3 separate regions of the Mus musculus genome follow, and all the other regions are linked to region 1. Evidence: chromatin contacts called from public promoter capture Hi-C data. All regions are on one chromosome and are shown on one strand. Each heading gives the region's core, a stretch centred on a gene start, on an enhancer-like site or on the middle of the called end of the contact. The rest is flanking DNA. Distances are from core to core; before and after follow the strand shown.

Region 1 (3,327 bases), core at 471-2,970:
CTGAAGGTCAAGAAATGGGCAAGCTCCGGCTGACGCCTCCTTGGCCTTCTGTTCAGAAGTTTATTCTTGCCACTGGGTTCTTCCGGTTCGATGAACCCCGTTGTCTTCTCTGCCAAGGGGAGCTCTCCTTTTGTGGGAGACACTGTAAACAACACCAAAGGAAAAGAATAAAATCGTTGTGTGTGTGACTGAGAACCTCATTTGCTTTCCTTTGCCCTTAAATAAATATGGTACCAGAAAGCCCACATTGTGAGTTGTCTTATGCATGGGCGTATGGATGAGAGCCATGGTACAGGGGATATGTATGTCTTTGCCAACGGGTTGTCACAATATAATGGTCAGTGAATGTTAATAATACAGAGGATGAACATTCTAAATCTCATTGATTGTGTAATATTTTCTTAGAATGGCCTCATCTAAGATTGAGATGAACACCCCACTGCCTGTAGAAACCTCTTCTTAGCCTTGACTCGTGGGTCAAATCAGGCTGTCTCCTGCTTCGTGGGCTCCCAACATCTACTGATGAAGAAGTGGAAGCGTCAACGCTACTTCATTGTATTACGTCACATAAAGGCCTATCGCAAGATGGTCTCCACACGGATCACTCTCTTCCTTCCCATGATTCTCAGTGACTAAAGTTCTTTCACATTCTGTTTTCACCTCTAGATTTTTGGCTCTTCCCCGTTAAATCCCTTGTGATTGGTTAATAGTGATCATCAGCTTGACAGACTCTAGAGCCACCTAGGAGAAGAGCCCCCGAGGCCTGCTTGTGAGGGAGTTTCTAAATTAGGTTCATGGAGGTGGGAAGACTCACCCTACCTATGGGTGGTGTCCTTCCGTGCCGGGACATATTACAATGGAGAAAGCAGGCTGAACACCACCATCCCTCATCATCATTCCTAACTGTGGGTATAGTGTGACCAGCCGTCTCGATCTCCTGCAGGGTGCCTTCCTCCCTGCCGGGTGCCTTCCTTGCTGTGATTGACTGCACCCTCAAACTGGGAACCAAAATAAACCCCACCTTCTTTAGGTTGCTCTGGTCACTTAAAATATTTTCTCACAGCAGGGAAAAGCAACACAAGTCCGTTCCACATTTTGATGCCCAGAGCCTATTCGCCCAGGCCTCTGTCTGTAGCGACTTCGAGGCAGACATCCTCCATCAAATCCCACATGGCCCTAAGAGTTCCCCGTGTCTCTCACAGCAGCCTATGAATTTTTCTGTGTTTTACCACTCTCTGATACATGTTTAAATCATGGATTTTTGTGTTCACCTCTCCCATCAAGAATGTAAGCTGAGCTGGGCAGTGGTGGCGCACGCCTTTAATCCCAGCACTTGGGAGACAGAGGCAGGCAGATTTCTGAGTTTGAGGACAGCCTGGTCTACAGAGTGAATTCCAGGACAGCCAGGGCTACACAGAGAAACCCTGTCTCAAAAAACCAAAACCAACCAATCAAACAAACAAACAAAAACAAACGTAAGCTGAGAGGCACTGGGTCAGCTCACAGCCATATTTATAGACTGCTTAAATCAATAAGCCGCATAGAGTACCTACATATTTTTTTTTATTATTTAAATGAACGGACCCGACTTCCTTCTGGCTGGATATGTTCCAGAGCTCTTCCACTGTGAGCCACTTATCACAGAAGGTGAAAGTTCCCCCCTGGAGTCAGCTGCAAGGTTCCCAGAGCTCTTATAACACACAACCACTTCAGTTCACCAGCCTGTCCTGGATTGGCACCCACTCTCAACATCTACAGTGGGCACCAGAGAGCAACAATGAAAATCACCAGGTCTAGATGCCTAATCCTCTCGTTTGTCCTCGTGTGTGGGCTGGTTCCAGAGGTTACAGCAGATGTGGAAGAAGCCACGGGTAAAAGAAAGAAAAATAGAAAAAGAAAAAAGGGGTGGGGGTGGGGCAGTGGTGTGGCCACAGTGAAGCTGCCATGAGGAAAAGACAGGGACAGGGACTCGAGAAAATACCATGCGTGCTTTCATTCCAAACTAGAAATTTTCCAGACGCTTCTGGGTTAAGATGCATATTGCCCACACTTCCTCTCCTCTCACTGCAGATGGTCTCAGCACTACCCAGGAACCCATATGGCTCACAGACGTCCCAGCCACCGTGGAACTCATCGCTGCTGCTGAAGTGGCAGTCATAGGCTTCTTCCAGGTTTGTGATACACCCCACCTGCATACCCATAATCGGGCATCTTGGCTTTAAGGTAGTCAATCCAGGGGCCTGTTGGGCTAGTGACATTTGGGAGTGAGAGGGCACACACTCTGCTTTCAGATTATCATCCAAGGTTCTTTTGTTTCAAAGCTGTCTGCCCTCCGCATGAGGTCTTTCACTCGCTTGCTTCAGGGTCTCTGAGTCTCATGGCTGAATCTCCTTACCTGTGGACACTTTGAAAGAAAGCAGGTGTCAGCAGGGAGTCAGTCAAATCTCATCGTTGTCCTAAATGCCCTAAACTCCCTGAGTCTGGACCCATAGAACCCTGCTCACAGGCGGAAGGGAAAGTAGAGGCACTTTTAAATTTTATTCGTTTATTCATTAATTTATTATTCAAGATAGGGTCTCAAAACTAAGGCCAGCCTAGAACTTGCAGTGTAGCCTGTGCTTCTCTCACATGGACAATCCTCCTGCCTCAGCCTCCTGAGTAGTGGTCTAAAAGGACTATGCCACACACTCAGGCCAAACCAATAAAACCTGGAAACACTTTTCACAGGATGTGCTAAAAAAAAAAAAAAAATAGGGAGGCCTTCACTCGTCTTTCTCGCCTTCTCCGAATACTGAAGAAGGTGACAGGATAACTGACAGCTTCCTCATTGGCTGTAGGCTAACACGTAGACAGTCACACACAAGAGGGTCTCATCCCAGCCTTTCCCTCTCGCTCTGCTAATAGCAGATGGCAATCCTCACAGCTAATCCAGCCGTTCTTCAGACATTCTTGTCTACTTCCATCCCTTGATTCCAACCCACAGTCACCCTGTCCATTCCGTGTACACAGCTGGAAATGGCTGAGATGGGGTGCCAGCAGGAGTCCGGTTTTGGTGCTAAGGGACTGAGTTTCAGAAAGGAAAGAGCAAAGAATGAGAAGGGTGTAGTAACACAAGAGACCACCAGATGGAGCCATCGGGTCCTTGAGCAATTCAATTCCAAAGCCCAGATTACAAACCAGGGAGCCCTCCAACAAATGTCCACAGCTTCTAAGTGAATGCCCTCTTCCTTTCAAAAGAGCGAGTCTCCAGTTCTGTCTTGTGATCCCAGACTCGAGAGTAGCAACCGTCCCTTCTCCTTTCACATGGCCTTTAGCTCAGTGAGATGT
Region 2 (3,277 bases), core at 484-2,983, 140 kb after region 1:
ATACTTTGCTTGGGAAGGTTGAAAATGCGGTTTAAATTACTTCCATGAAAGATGTGTCATGCCAGTTAACTCGTTCAGTTTTCACATTTGGAAGTCAACATTGAAAACAATGAAGTCCGACCCACCAGCCAGTGCCTCTGTTGAACTCCTAAACCCCCTGTTAAGTACAGGTCCTCTTCTCGCAGCTGCACAGGCAGATACCAAATCCACCTGTCCCAAGCCGGAAGTCGTTATCTTTTAAACCCGCGGACTTTCAGGATTTTAACTATCAGCAAACACCTTTGGGCATCACCCTTGAGTCCTCCCTCTCCCTGGGATCTCAAATTCAAGAAAATACCAGGTCCCGTTGATTCTCTTTTTAGACCTTTTGAGCCCATCTCCTGCTTCTGCCTTTCCCCGCTTTGACTCACGGGTACCATAGAAACAGAAGCCTTATATAAAGGCTCTGATTTTGTTTGCCTCTCTCCGGGACATTTCTTCCTTGACAGCGTGAGTGGGCTTTTCAAAAGTCACGTGACCAGCTGTGGAACTGGCTCAGTAAGTAGAGAGCTTGCCACGCAAGAGTGAGAACTTGAGCCTGGATCCCAGACTCCACATACTGTCAGATGCAGTAGCACACAAATGGAATCCCAGCACGGCCTCAGGGGGAGAATGGAGACTCCTTGGAGATCCCACCCAGATGCGTGAGTTTACCACAAACAGCTGTGAACAAGAGACTCTGTCTCAAGGTAGAACATTAATGCTGACACTCAAGGCTGCCCTCTGACCTCTCTCTACATGTGCACCATGATATGAACACACATACATTGTTTAGAAGTCATTTGACTTACGTGGGGGACTAAGCTAAATCCTCAGATCACAAATTGAAAAAATAAAAATTGACCATGTCAAGTGCTCTTTCTGACTTTTAGAATATAGTCCGAACTCCCAGTCCCTGTCATACCTCTGCCTAGTCCTCTGATGCCTTCTGTTACCACCCGACGCCACAGCATGTCAACCAAGCTGTATCCCTTGTTTCCTCAAATATACCTCACCCTTTCCCACCTCTGTCTTTTCACAATCCATCCTCTTGCCTAACACTGCCGTCCTCCTTCCCACTCAGCCAACGCCCGTTTATCCTCCAGAGCTCAGCTTAGGGACGTTTATGCTCTCCGGGAAACTTCCTTGACTTCTGGACTCATGTTGACTTTCCCCTGCATGCCCACTGTGCTCTGTTCTTTTCTCCATTGTTGACCTTAGCTCTTCATTCATCTGATGTTCGTCTATCCCGTTAGAATGAACGTGTGATCCAAGCGGACATTCATGCATCCACACCGTTGGTGATTGTGTCCCCAGAGCCTTGCTACCATCCAACCCGTAGTGAAGAGCTGATAGATGGAGGTTGGCTGGACCGCAGATGCGCAGCTCATCCTAGTAGACGCTTGTGTTTTGTTGTGCAGCTAAAGCTGAAGTACTAATGGGCTGTCACTGCTGTGCTTGCCGTAAGCCCTTCGACCTTTATTTTCCATTTCATAAAGCCTGATATGTAAAATATACTGCTCCCTTCTTCTCTTCCCTCTTCCCAGTGATGTGTCACAAACGGGTGTATTTTTATTGGATGAGGCCCTGGTAATCCTGTCGTTTATAGCTCTGACCTTTCTGTGTGCAAACACACAAAGTGAACTTTGCTTTACCTCCTACCATAATGTGCCTGCTAATTACTGGCAGCCAGGCTGAGTCTCACGGCCCGTGTGACCAGTGTGGCAAGACCAGAAAGGTGCGTGGGGAAGAGAAGACCAAGGGACTCTGCTAGCGACTCTCCAGAGGGGCTCCCTGTGTCTCTAAAAGCGAGCAATCCAGGGGGGCATGGTGCTACGGTGAGCCAGGTCATGACGTCACTGCTGGGCTTGGCTGTGCGGTTACTGCTCTTCCAGCCCGCGCTGATGGTGTTCTGGGCCTCTCAGGTGAGGCAGAACTGCCGCAATGGCAGCTACGAGATCAGCGTCCTGATGATGGACAACTCAGCCTACAAAGAACCTATGCAAAACCTGAGGGAGGCTGTGGAGGAAGGACTGGACATAGTGCGAAAGCGCCTGCGTGAAGCCGGTAAGACTATGGGAAAGGACTCCTTCTTGCTATGTACGACCTTTTGCTTCAAGGCAGAGACCTCGCAGACTTTGCCCAATCACCCAAACTCCTCTAAATTCATCTCAGAACTCCATTCTCTTTCCTTCCCGGGGAGAGGGGTTGGAGTGAGCTGTGGTCCACCCCACCCTGCTGGAAGAAAAGGTAAAGTGCTCACAGCAGTGACATGCCCTACTTAAATCTGGGTTTCTGGCCAGCTGTAGACATCATGCCTCCTTCTGTAGCCGTTCAGAGGCAAGATTTGGGCTGGATCTGAAATTTCATAAGGCTCCTGGGCATACAGATACTGAACCTTTCTCCACACCTCTTATTCATAGAAAGATTTTTTCCCCTCTGGCAGTGCAGACTCTCCCTGCCTCTCGTGGCTCTCGCTGTCAGATATAGACAGGGTTATACATTTATGATTGAATTCATTGTTGCCTTTCTTGACCTTATCTTTTATTTGTAAAAAAAAAATCAATTTTATAATTTGACATAAAACACGTAAAGAAGGACCAAGTGCCTGCAATAATTTTGTACTGCCTGAATACTCTTTCTCGGTGTCTTGTTTTTGAGACCTTGGTGATTAGTATGGCACAGGGACGATTTTACATCTTCTCTGTCACAACACATCATCCTGCAAATGACTTTCTTAGGGCTACATTGCTACCTCAGTCATCATATGAATCCCTTAGACTAGAAACCATCCCAATTATCTAAAAATTCTCTTCTCAAGAAATATCTAATCGTTTTTAATTTCTTGTGGTTATTTTTTTTACAGTGCTACGATCCTTTTTCTTATATATAGTTCTTTTCCATTCCCAGAGACTCCATTGTCACAAATAGAATTACTGAGTCACTGGGTACTTGGTACATCTTAATGGTTACTTTTGGTCTTAAAGGTGGCATATAATAATCTTCTGTCTAAAACCTTGTGACAAGAATTTACTTCTGTGCATGCATGTAATCTTCCCAGATGTGTCCAGACTAGATTCAGACGCACATGTGCCAGTCTGATGTAGACCTAAGTAGAACTGAGAGGCTGTGTAATAACATGCACATGTTTACTGAGGGCATGATATAGCACACACATGTGTGCTGAGACAGGGTGGTCCGTGGTAAAGAAGTTGGATCTTCGACCTGGGTTAAGATTCTGTCTGTTAGCCTGGGTGTT
Region 3 (3,498 bases), core at 136-2,635, 250 kb before region 1:
AATTTGAATTTTATAGAATTTTGCATTGTCTACAAATATAATTTGTCTTCTTACTGTAGGCTCTAAGACCGTTTGTATTCCGAGATGCTGAAATCGCTGTTTCTCAAGGACGGGACCCATGTCTTCAAGTCCACACTAAATAGCTCTTCCAAGTTCAGTGGATAAACAATTTAGATGTATCATGTCTCAAATGGTCTTGTTGCATCCGTTTGATCATTGTGCAGCAGGCCCTGCAACAGGGGGAGAGCATGGGTGCACACACAGTACTCTTCCCCCACTCTTCCAGCCCCTGGAATGTCAAGGGTTAGCAGAACAAGGAGAAACTTGAGAGAATGCAAAGCAAGCCCAATACTGGCAGGGTGCTGGGGCATGTGGGAGGGAGTGTCACTGTAGGTCAGATCTGGGGTCCCCAGGAAGTCGGGGAGGGGGGATCTGGAAATTCACGCTGGATGTGGTGTGTTAAAGGTTTCTCAGTGAGTTATCAGGACACATGCTGAGGCTATCACAAGTCCAACCTCTTCATCCACCCTGCCTGCCAAGTCTCTGCCTCCACGGGGCAGAGACTTTCTTCCACCAGAGTGGCTCCACTGATTATTCCTATCGCCCTGGGCCCCTGCCTGCTCCTGTTGCCTAGCCTCGCTTTCAGTGAGTCACCAGATACCCTGGTAAGAAAACCCAGCTTTGGAATGAAAAAGGAGAAAGGCATAGACATTTCCTGTTGCTTTGTTCATGCCCACCATCGTCTTTGGGAATCCTTTAACCTCTCAGAAGCTCTCCTTTCCCTCCGAAAGACCAGCAATTACAATAGCCATGCTTACCTCCAGGGAGGTGAATATCAAAGGAGATGGGGGATGTAAGCAGGTCTTGCTTAGCTTAGCATAGCATGCATGTTAATTATCTTTGTTGAGGTTTGAACGGGATGGGGTTTGACGCCAAAGCAAATCTTATAAATGCTGGTCTTCCAGAGGGAACAGAGCACACCGGGGACTTTCTCATATATACAAATATGAATTTCGGTTAAATTTGGTGTTTATATCTTTGGAAGTATATTTGTTTCCGATCCTTTCCGGATTTTCTCCCAGCCATTTACTAGTCTTGGACCCGTTTATTTCTATCTTTTTTAAAAATCCTCTGCTTCCTCTCGAATATCATGAAGATAACTGAACACATTCCCAGGGCGTATTAGCAAGATCCTTTGAAAAAAGGCGTAGAGAACACTGCGTAAGTGATGCTTTTTAATCAAGAAAGGACTTAGCTGAAGCCTGCAGGCCTGGCGCTGAGCTAGGCTGGGTTGTGAGGCGCTCGGCTCGCAGACTGGTCCAGCAGGGGGCGCCCGGGCACCTCACTGCAGCATCTTGGTGGCGGAGCGCAGCGGCGGCTGGCCGGAGCTCGCGTCCTGCCGCAGTCTCTGCGCTGCTAGTCTGAGCGAGCGCGAGGGAAGAGACCCCGTCCGGGCACCGCACTTGCAGCCCCAGCGACTCCCAACCGCAATCGCGGCCCCCCAACTCTCAAACGCCTCCTGTAGCCCGCGTGGGTCAGGGTGGGAGAGCTTCCTAGTCTCCGCGGGCGGATTGCGAACTTGGAGAGGACCGCGGCTGTCTCCCCGGCCTGGACAGTGAACAGGTGAGTGACACGCACGTGTCCAGGTGGCTCCCTGAGGACAGGGTACGAGCCCCTGAGGGCTCAGCCCCTGGGTGAGTCCCGGTGGTCTCCGGGTCCCTCCCTAAGGGCGACTTTGGGGTTCTCCTGAGAGATGTGAACGCCAGCCACCAGGCTTGACAGCGCGTCCTGCGCCTAAGGCGTCCTTCCGAATTAGGGGACATCTGCTCTTTATGTGGAGCCTGTGAGCTGCAGAACATGCAGCCCACTGTGGGCTTGCTCCTGGCTGCAGGACCTGTTGATCTCAGGGTAGCGAGCCAGCCGGGGGGCTTGCGCAGTCACAACCTCTTTGGTGTGGCTGTTGCCTTGTGATAAGATGAAGGAAAATTCCTAGCAGAGAAACTGAGAAATCTTGATTTCAGGAGAGGTCTGACCCAGAGAGAAGCGATCTCACTCCACCACCATCAGACTGGATTCACTGCTGTCTTGGACAGCTGTGCTTTGCTTTCTTTCTTTCTTTTTTTTTTTTTTCTTTTTCTTTTTAGAAGGCCATAAAAGCATTAAAATGTAATTATAAAGATGCCCCCACTCGCCTCAAGAGGAAGTGGAAAACTCTGACCTTGATAAACACAGTCTGCGAAATGATTTATTAGGAGCAAAACCTTTTGCTAAGTAAATAAACAGATGGATGAAGCTTTAGAAACGCAATTGTCGTAGGTCTAACAGAGTCCCCACAGGTAGCCTCTTTGGTTAGTATACACCTAAGTGTGGAGGGAGTCAATGAATTCGACGATTGGTCAGTAGTACCAAATGAAACAACACACGTCTTTCCTTCACTCTAATGTTTCCTCTGATGACTTCATGCATACGGAAAAGCAACGCCTTTCATCCCCTAAATATTTAGGTGTGATTTTAGGATGGAAACTTGAAACTTGTTTGGTTTTGCCTCCGGGAAAGCAAATCTGCTCCGAGAGTGAACTTCAGGCCACGGCAGGAATAGTTCCTGTGTTTGAACCATTGAGTTTCCTCAGATCTGAGGGATAGAAGGTCTCTGGTTAATTCAACAGATACTTGCCTGTAGGTTACTATGACAACAATTGACACGTTGATGGTTTCCGTCAAATTTTCATGGGGAAATAAAATGTGAAGGCATCTTTAGAGGGCAGCGTTGCATCGCCCCCCCCTTTTCCCTAAACATATTAGGCGGCTGACATTAAGCAGCTGGATCTTTATGACGTCATAAATGGGGACACTTTATGACATCACAAATGGGACACTTTAACTAACATAATTAATTTCTCCTATGTGAGACCCGTGAGCTTCGGAGGCCAAGGGGAGTTGCTGAAATATTTGACTTGGCTTTAAAAACATATACTTTGATGCTTACTTTAAATGAAGACTATAGCCAGATTCTAGATGCATGGGGATGATACTTTTGCATGAAATGGCAAGTTATTGTCTACAGATGCTCCGTACACAAGCACGCTCTGTGTTTCAAAGAGCCAGCAGCTGTTTGTAAGTTAAAAAAAAATCTAGTAAACAAATTCAACATGCAAACCTTAAATAGAAGGGAGATATATAAAATGACAAATGAGGAATTTTGTTTTGACCCACTGTCTGCTTATAGGTGGACCAGCCTGGAACTCATGATGTAGTCTAAGCTGGTCTTGAATTCAGTATCTCCCCCCCCACACACACACACACTCCTGCCTCCCGAATGCTAGGGTTACAGGGCAGCACCTAAAGAAGGACTTACTTCATCTATAGCCAAAGAATGGGGTAGGACATTTAAGATCTTAGTTTGAGACTGACTACAAAGTTGCCGTTGTCTGTCTGGAGATGTTAAACCCCTGCCTCTTCTTCGCTTAGGAGCACCCACACCTTAGCAACCTGCACACC

Evidence for each region. Capture Hi-C pulls out chosen DNA fragments and counts their contacts.
Region 2: a contact with region 1 is called in a promoter capture Hi-C map of liver. The contact joins the promoter of Gucy2c here to the promoter of Erp27 in region 1. A contact is called at or near these places in 1 of 484 Hi-C or Micro-C datasets (stem cell-derived neurons), 1 of 115 datasets of contacts at active chromatin or transcription factors (memory CD8 T cells) and 2 of 9 other capture datasets (adipose tissue and liver).
Region 3: a promoter capture Hi-C map of pancreatic islet shows a contact between it and region 1. The contact joins the promoter of Rerg here to the promoter of Erp27 in region 1. A contact is called at or near these places in 4 of 39 promoter capture datasets (the 3T3-L1 cell line, cranial neural crest, liver and 1 more), 3 of 484 Hi-C or Micro-C datasets (cortical neurons, palatal mesenchyme and uterus), 1 of 115 datasets of contacts at active chromatin or transcription factors (craniofacial prominence) and 1 of 9 other capture datasets (pancreatic islet).

The regions. Positions count from the first base shown.
Region 1 is chr6:136,920,573-136,923,899 of GRCm38.p6, reverse strand. It overlaps Erp27 (endoplasmic reticulum protein 27), which reads left to right and starts at 1,720. Exons shown (of 7, transcript NM_026983.2): 1 at 1,720-1,871; 2 at 2,071-2,171. The coding sequence starts at 1,778. It overlaps Arhgdib (Rho, GDP dissociation inhibitor (GDI) beta), which reads left to right. Exons shown (of 6, transcript NM_007486.5): 6 at 1-240.
Region 2 is chr6:136,780,198-136,783,474 of GRCm38.p6, reverse strand. Gucy2c (guanylate cyclase 2c) reads left to right here and starts at 1,733. Exons shown (of 27, transcript NM_001127318.1): 1 at 1,733-2,085. The coding sequence starts at 1,869.
Region 3 is chr6:137,167,605-137,171,102 of GRCm38.p6, reverse strand. Rerg (RAS-like, estrogen-regulated, growth-inhibitor) reads left to right here and starts at 1,385. Exons shown (of 5, transcript NM_001164212.1): 1 at 1,385-1,623.